Linked DNA regions of Pan troglodytes: region 2 is linked to region 1. A link is a contact called in public Hi-C data. All regions are on one chromosome and are shown on one strand. Each heading gives the region's core, a stretch centred on a gene start, on an enhancer-like site or on the middle of the called end of the contact. The rest is flanking DNA. Distances are from core to core; before and after follow the strand shown.

What was found. A called contact is a pair of places that touch in the nucleus more often than the background predicts.
Region 2: a Hi-C map of stem cell-derived neural progenitor cells shows a contact between it and region 1, with 6 times the contacts expected there. The contact joins the promoter of CDK17 here to the enhancer-like site in region 1. A contact is called at or near these places in 2 of 7 Hi-C or Micro-C datasets (induced pluripotent stem cells and stem cell-derived neural progenitor cells) and 1 of 1 datasets of contacts at active chromatin or transcription factors (stem cell-derived excitatory neurons).

Annotation. Positions count from the first base shown.
Region 1 is chr10:102,908,917-102,913,219 of NHGRI_mPanTro3-v2.0_pri, reverse strand. No RefSeq gene overlaps it. Among named protein-coding and RNA genes, the nearest start is that of LTA4H, 35 kb to the right of the region's middle. Within about 2 kb of position 1,264, at least 8 of the 24 cell types and tissues checked have an H3K27ac peak or open chromatin away from gene starts, as enhancers often do. A contact at or near this core is called in induced pluripotent stem cells, stem cell-derived excitatory neurons and stem cell-derived neural progenitor cells, where this site is marked.
Region 2 is chr10:103,231,709-103,235,784 of NHGRI_mPanTro3-v2.0_pri, reverse strand. It overlaps CDK17 (cyclin dependent kinase 17), which reads left to right and starts at 2,548. Exons shown (of 17, transcript XM_001147273.7): 1 at 2,548-3,164.

The DNA of each region.
Region 1 (4,303 bases), core at 15-2,514:
GAGAATCTCCTTGGCCTAGCCTGGAAAGTCATCATTCATCCTGGGTTGCGGGGATGAAGAATCCTGCCAGTGTCATTCTATATACTCTTTTCTGATAAAGATACTTTGTTAAATGTAACTCAATGCAATTTGATTTTATATCCTTAAAAGATTTCTTTCATATGAACAAATCCACAAGGTAAAAAAAAAAAAAAAGTTTTGGCCGGATGCAGTGGCTCATTCCTGTAATCCCAGAACTTTAGGAGGCTGAGGTGGGAGGATCACGAGGTCAGGAGATCCAGACCAGCCTGGCCAACATGGTGAAACCCCGACTCTACTAAAAATACAAAACTTAGCAGGACGTGGTAGTGTGTGCCTGTAATCCCAGCTACTTGGGAGGCTGAGGCAGGAGAATCTCTTGAACCAGAGAGTTGGAGGTTGCAGTGAGTCGAGATTGTGCCACTGCACTCCAGCCTGGCGACAGAGCAAGACTCTGTCAAAAAAAACCCTCCACATTTCTTTATTTTTTATTTTTATTTATTTAATTAATTTTTTTGTATCATTATTTTTTTTGTGATGGAGTCTTGCTCTGTAGCCAGGCTGGAGGGCAGTGGTGCGATCTCGGCTCATTTCAACCTCTAACTCCCTGGTTCAAGAGATTCTCCTGCCTCAGCCTCCCAAGTAGCTGGGATTACAGGCACACACCACTACATCAGGCTAATTTTTGTATTTTTAGTAGAGACAGGGTTTCACCATGTTAGTCAGGATGGTCTCAACCTCCTGACCTCGTGATCCGCCCACCTCGGCCTCCCACAGTGCTGGGGTTACACGCGTGAGCCACCATGCCTGGCCTAAAAAAAAGTTTTTATTGTGTCCTCAGTGGGGATCAGAAAATATAGTTACTGTGTTTTTCCTTCTGCATTCCGTCTGAAATTATGCCTTATTTTTAAATTTATTATTGAATGCCGCATACTGTCATTTTGTTTCCTATCTTGGATCAGGTTGTAGGTACTGTGTGTGAGTGTGCATTTGTGTGTGTGTGTGTGTGTGTGTTTGAGAGCGAGAGAGAGAGAATGTTGAATTGAGGTCTTTCAAGGAAGGGTTAAAGAGCCATGTGCGAATGAGCTTCTGTTCCACGGCAGGCATTTAGAATCACAGTGCTTAGAAGACGTGGTTTAATGATAGGCTGCTGGTGATGATATTGCTTCCCTGGGACGCTTCAGGAAGGGTGAGGAGACTAATTGGCTGGTCTGGCAAACAATTCAAGATGAGACCAAAAGGAGGAGCCATCTGCTGGCAGGAAGTAAATGGAAATTCACCTTAGCGCTGGCCCTTCCACAGTGGGTGCACAGATGGTGACAGGCGGAACCCTTAGGGAGAGAGCAAAGGCCCTCATCTGCCAAGAGAGGAACAAAGGGGATTTGCTATTGCCTCCAGTGAACAGCCTCTTCTTTCATTTTGAGATCATGTAAGGAGTTTGCCCACATCACAAACCTGTTAGTATGAGCTTGGTGGCCTTGGGGAGTTTCCAGGCAGTATTACTGTGTAGAACTAAGAGTTAGGCTTTAGAGGAAGCAATGGAGATGGAAGTAATTGGTTTAAGATCCTGGACATGGGCACCCTCTAATCTGGGATGACCTCATGTGGCTGTGCAGCACAGAACAGCAAGGGGGCTCCATTGACATGCAAAAGGCATTTCCTCGACACTCCCCCTCCCAGCCCTGCTGCAGGTCCCAGTCTGCACAGTGCTTCAGGGCAGATCTCCTCCTGACTGCTTGCAAGTTGAACCTTCGATTCAACTTTATTCCACCTGCTCAATGTAGTCCTTCGAGTTTCCAAGCAGGAAGCATTGCAAGGGCGAGTAGCTGCTGCAATAAGCCCTCATTTCTGCAAAGGAGTGGTAGTGTATGTTTTCCCAACATACCCACCTCAGATATAGTAATTTCTAAACATATCAGTGGAAATAGAATAAAACCTCTCAGATGCAAATTATCTTGGTTGCAAGGGTAAGGAGTAGGGGGGAAACCAATATGAGTTAATAAAAGAACTGAACATACTTCAAATAACATGAAAATTTTCCCTCTAATTCCATGAGAGGTTAGACATGTAATTTCTTTACACTTGAATATATTGAGAGAATCAGTTAGGATAGCACTTTTTAAAAACTTTAATTTTCTGTCTGAAAGCCATCACTGTAAGGACTATTACTGAAAATTTAAAGGCCAAATATTTAAACAATATGAAAAATATACCATCTTGCTTAACAAGAAGTCCTGAGACAGGACAGATGCAAAGTTCGTCAACTCAATGGCTTAACAAGGTTAAGAAAGATTTGGGCTGTTTACAACCTTCCTATTCCATTCTCACTTAGCAGGGCAGTTTTGAACCACCAGGTACCTCCCCTCATGGTCACAAGATAGCAGCCACGGTTCCAGCCATCTCACACAAATCCTACAACATCCTTTAGATGAATATTCCCTCCGTGTGTGTGTGTGTGTGTATGTATGTGTGTGTGTGATCACAGAGGAAAACCTTCCCCAGGAGTACCTCATATACATACAGCTTAAACTGCTAAAACAAAAAAACTAAAAAATATGATGGTTCAAAGAAGGAAGCAATTTATTTTCTTTTCATGTATCAGTCCCAATGTATGTAAGTCTTTCTGTCTTGCTCTGCCATTCTCTGGAGTCATGTGCTTGCTTGAAGCTGGATTAGCAATACCACCCAGTGTGCAGAAAGGGATTAAGAGAGAAAGTAAAGAACAAGCATTCTCCTTCTTAAAAACATGGTCTAGAAATTAGACTCATTGTTTTTTCTCACATCCCATTAGCCAAAACTTGGCCACACCTTGCAACGATGGAGGCTGGGAATTATAGTCTGTAATTGGGCATGTGCCTAGCTAACACTGAATGTAACTTCTGCTGAAAAGAAAGGTAAAGTGAATGTAGGGAGAAATTAACTTTCTCTGCCATACTCCTCTTGTCAATTTCTGCTCATGTCTCATTGGTCAGAATTACTTAACATCATGGGATCTAAACCACTAACAGCTAGGGAATGAGACCACCAGGACTGGTTTAGGTCAGGGTTCTCAACCTCAGCACCATTGACATTTTGGACTGAATGGTTCTCTTTGTTGTGGGGGCTGTCCTGTGCATTGAAGAATGTTTAGCAGCACCCCTGCCCTCTACCCGCTAGATGCCAGTAGCACAATACCCCACCTCTGTGGCAACAAAAACTGCCAAATATTGCCAAATTACCTCCAGTTGAAAATCACTACCTTACATCAACCACGATTTTGCCCTCGAGCAGGAATAGGATGCCCCCTTCCCTGAATCAAGTTTTTAAAAGATGGACGCTGCCAGGTGTGGTGGGCTCACTCCTGTAATCCCAGTGCTTGAGGGGCTGAAACGGGAGGATGGCTTGAGTCCAGGAGTTCAAGACCAGCCTGGGAAATGAAGTGAGATTCCATCTCTGCAAAAAATAAAATAATTAGCCTGGCATGGTGGTGCACACCTGTAGTCCCAGCTACTCAGGAGTCTGAAGTGGGAGGATCACTTGAGCCCAGACGTTCCAGGTTGCAGTGAGCTATGATCACTACATTGCATTGCAGCCTGGGTGATGGAGTGAGATCTTGTCTATAAAATAAAATAAAATGACAAACACAAAATCAGGGTTATTCTAACAGGAGTAATGGGGGCAATGGCTGCTGGGCAGGCAACCAACAGTCATCAATGTACAATGATAGAAGAAATGTCAAATAACATGTTATCCAATGAAGGCTGGTTGTGGTGGCTCAGTCCTGTAATCTCAGCACTTTGAGAGGCCGAAGCAGGAGGATCACTTGAGCCCAGAAGTTCAAGACCAGCCTGGGCAACACAGTGAGACCCTGTCTTATTTTTAAAAAAAAAGGAAAAGAAAAAATAACATTATCCAGTGAAGGTTCTGTCAGATGATCTTTAATTTGTTTATTTATTCAATATATATGTATTAAAAGCATACCTGGTAGGCTGGGTGCTGTGGCTCACGCCTATAATCCCAGCATTTTGGGAGGCTGAGGAAGGAGGATTGCTTGAGCCCAGGAGTTCGAGGCCAGCCTGGGCAACATGACAAGACCCCGTCTCTACAAAAACTACAAAAATTAGCTGGGTGTAGTCGTGCACACCTGTAGTCCCACCTACTCGGGAGGCTGAGGAGGGAGGATGGCTTGAGCCCAGGAGTTTGAGGTTATAGTGAGCTATGATCATACCACTGCACTCCAGCGTGTGTGACAGAGGGAGGCCCTGTCTCTAAAAAGTAAACTAAAATAAAGTAAAATAAAAAATTT
Region 2 (4,076 bases), core at 1,299-3,798, 320 kb before region 1:
GCCAACATGTCCAAACCCCGCCTCTACTAAAAATACAAAAATTAGCCGGGCGTGGTGACGGGCACCTGTAATCTCAGCTATTCAGGAGGCCGAGGCAGGAGAATTGCTTGAACCCGGGAGATGGAGATTGCAGTGAGCTGAGATGGTGCCACTGCACTCCAGCCCGGGTGACAGAGCAAGACTCCCTCTAAAAATAAATAAATAAATAGATAAATAAATAGGCCAGGGGTGGTGGCTCCTGTTTGTAGTCTCAGCACTTTGGGAGGCCGAGGTTGGAGGATTGCTTGATGTCAGGAGTTTAATACCAGCCTGGGCTGTTGGCATAGTGAGACTCCATCTCATTTAAATAAATAAATAAATAAATATAAAAAGTAATGAAATAAATATTGTGCAATCTGTAATTTTTTTTTCATTGAAAGAACAAATCCTCCAGGTGCGGTGGCTCACGCCTGTAATCCCAGCATTTTGGGAGGCCGAGGAGGGTGAATCATCTGAGGTCAGGAGTTTGAGACCAGCCTGGCCAACAGGGTGAAACCCTGTCTCTACTAAAAATGCAAAAAATTAGCCGGGCGTGGTGGCGGATGCCTGTAATCCCAGCTACTTGGGAGGCTGAGGCAGGAGAATTGCTTGAACCTGGGAGGCGGATGTTGTAGTCAGCCGAGACCACGCAACTACACACCAGCCTGGGCAACAAGAGCAAAATTCTGTCTTAAAAAAAAAAAAAAGAAATAACAAACCAATCAATCAAATAATCACCTAAGTTTTCATTATGAATTCGTCTTTTTTTTTTTTTTTTGAGACGGTGTCTCATTCTGTCACCCAGGTTGGCGTGCAGTGGAGGAATCTCAGCTCACCGCAAACTCCGCCTCCCCGGCTTAATGGATCCTCCCACCTCAGCCTCCCAATTACGAATTCTTTGTTATGCTAATGAAAGATGTAGAAAGAGGAGAGGGTGCTTTGGATGAGACAGAATAATCTTTTTATTTCTCATGGAGTAATTTTAATCTAATGATATGAAGGTATAAGTATTAATGCTGAAACTCAGAATGCCATTTCATAGGCTCCCTTTTTTGGTGATTTTTTGATATTTACTAAAGTACTAATTTAGATGAGGCAAGTATATGAAAATCCTTTCATATAAATAGGCCTTGTATAAATATCAGTATTTCTCTTTAACTTAAAAAGAACTCTGAAAATGATGCTACATCTTGCTATATTATAAAGTTCCAAGTTTGACTTGGACAAATCTAAAAAGCCTCATTAACAGTGCTTTTAAACAAAGCGCACTTGTTCTAACGGAAAGCTTGTTATGTATATTTGCATTCTTGGTTGGTAAACAAGTGTTAAATACGCGTAGAGCATAATTGTTGCTAATTTACGGGTCCTGGTAATTTTAGAGGCATGGGAAAAGCCTGATTGACACGTACGATCGTTGGATATAACTGTAGATGCATTTAACTTTGCCAAACAAAATAAGAGAAAGATGTCAGCATGCAGCATTTTTAAGGGGGAAAGGATTCATCCCTAAATCCAAAAAGATAATTCCCCGAAGTTCTTGGCACATAATGTGATTTGAAACTTCAATGCAGCTTCTACTTCCGGGTGTTAACATGGGAAAAAAAATTTATTTCACTTCACAGGACTTTTATGTGGGTTTTTTTTTTCTTGTTTATGTTGTCTACATCCGGTCCCTACTCTCTTCTTTCAATCCTCTCATTATCTCCCTCTAGGGGTTTAAGTTTGTTTTAACTTTATGCTTTTATCCTTATTAGTGGAAAAAAGCGGGTCAGTATTACTTTAGTTTGTCTTCACTGCCACTCTGCTGTTCATTCCTGAACTAGCTTTTAGCCTCTGGGAAAGGAGAAAGTAAAAACAGTTGCAGAAACTGGGCCAACCTCTCGCGGCCCGCCTCCCGCAAGAAAACAAAACCTAACCCGTGCAACAGTAGTCCTTTCTGTTTTCATAGCACCTTGTATTTCTCCGCTTATAACGTTCAGATTTTTATGATAGTTATTGATCATCTTTCATCCCAGCTAGACTCTCCATCCTTAGAGGACTCAGCATATTGCCGGGCACATGATAATATATACAAAACACTGTACTGTAGTTTAAATGAATAGATGCCGTGTGTGTGAGAGACTGCGGCACTAGTACCCACGTACCCACACACAACAAAGGAGAAAAGTTGCAGCCATCAACATTTTTCAGTGTGGGTCCTTTGACACGGACTCTCTAGAAAGTCAGTGGAGAACTGTGGCATGGACACCTTGTACAGTAATTACTTGTATAACTGAAGCACGAGTTTTGGTTTGGTAGCGGGAAGTTGAGGGGCAGGGGGATGTTGGAGTGGCTGAATTATTCACATAATTTCTCCCCCAGTAGCTGCGGACAGGCACTCATTCCGGTGGGGTTCCCTGGCCCCCTCCGCCGCTCCCCGCACGCCCGCACTTCGGAGCTGGGAGTTTCCCGGGGACACCCGCCCCGCCCTGCAGGCCCCGCCCCCGGCCACCGGCCCCGCCCCCGCCGCCGCCGCCGCCGGCAGGGGTCGCGCTGCCCCCGGCGAGCCGCTCAGGCGGGGGTGGGGTAAGCTCCCGCGGCCGGTCGCTTTTCTCCGCCGCCGCTGGTTGGATCGTTTCAATAAAAGTGTTTTTTCTCTTGCACTCGCTCTCCTCCGGGGAACAGGCGGAGGCGTCAATCCGCAGCCGCCGAGTGTGAAAGCGACGCACACGCAAGGAGCGAACGCGGCCGCCCGCAGTCTCCTGAGCTCCTCGCGGGCCGCCGCAGAGCCGCGGAAAAGAAGGAGCCAGCGCCCGGCCAGACAGTCTCGGCCAGACAGTCTCAGCCCGCCGTCGGCGCCCGCCGCGCTCGCGCCCGGCTGCTCCGAGGGGATTAGTGGGCCGTCCGCGCGGCTCGTCGGCGCGGGAGCCATGTTGACCGAGGGACTTGGCAACGCGTGAGACACCCGCGGCCCCTCCCGAGGCTCCGGACCCGCGGCGAGAGCCGGAAGGCGGCTGTGGCGGCGGAGGCCTGCGCTCGGAAGCGCCTCACGTCTGCCGGCCGCTGAGACCCGGACCTGCATCCGGTCGCCGCGGGCGTCCGCGGAGCAGCTTCCCCCCGCGCCTCTCTTCGCCTCGCCTCGGGACCCGCGGTCCCCGCTCTTGCTGGTGAGTTGGCGGCTGGCGTCCGCGCCGCGCTTTCCCCTGGTGTCGGGTCGGCCGCGGGGCCGGGAGGCTGCGTGGGACAGAGGCGGGGGCGGGGGCTACTGGGGGCGCGGGTGGCTCAGGCCCGGTCGGGAAGTTGAGCGAGGAGGCGCGGCGCGGGGGGCTAGCGTGCGCCTGTCACCTCTCCGGTCCAGCGAGGACCCTGGGTCGCCCGGGGATTTCCGGGGCTCGGGTGGGGTGTGAGTGTCTGCTAGCTGCTTCCCAGGAGGCGCCGACAGATATAGACGCCGCCGCCTCCGGTGCTCGCTGCCGCTTTGGTCTGCGGGGGAGGCCGGTCTCCCCGCGAGGCGGAGGAGGGGAAAGAGGCAGAAAGTCCCCCGAGACACAAAGGTCCCCTCGGCGGGGGTGGAGCTGGAGGCGCAGGCGACGCTGCCCGGGAGGGGAAGGAAGGGGCGCGGGTCCGCGGGAGGTGGGCGAGGAGGCGGCGGTCGCGGCGCCTGCAGCTCCTTGGAGACGCTGGGCTGTGCGCGGGTGGGGAGCGCGGAGGAGGAGGAGGAGCCCGCGCGTGGGAGCGGGCAGAGACAAAGATCAGGGCAGCCTCCTGCTGGCGGGTCACACCCCGGAGTGTTGGTCAAGAGCGGAGGTAGAGGGAAGGTGGGAAACCCAGCAAACCGATGGGGAGGGGAAAATGGGGGGAGGAGGGTGCCTAGTGCTGTCTCCGTCGCAGTTGCTTTTCTCAGCATTTTTGTGCCCGATGCTATGCCCGATGCTTTTGCTCCCCAACTCAGCTGGATAGCTCCAGATTCCCTCCCTCCTGTCACCCCCACACTGCCACATTGACTCTCCTGTGGTTTTCCCCTCATTCTCCCCCTACTTTTCACCCACTCCTTTTCGGGTAAGCAGTATTTTGCTTTC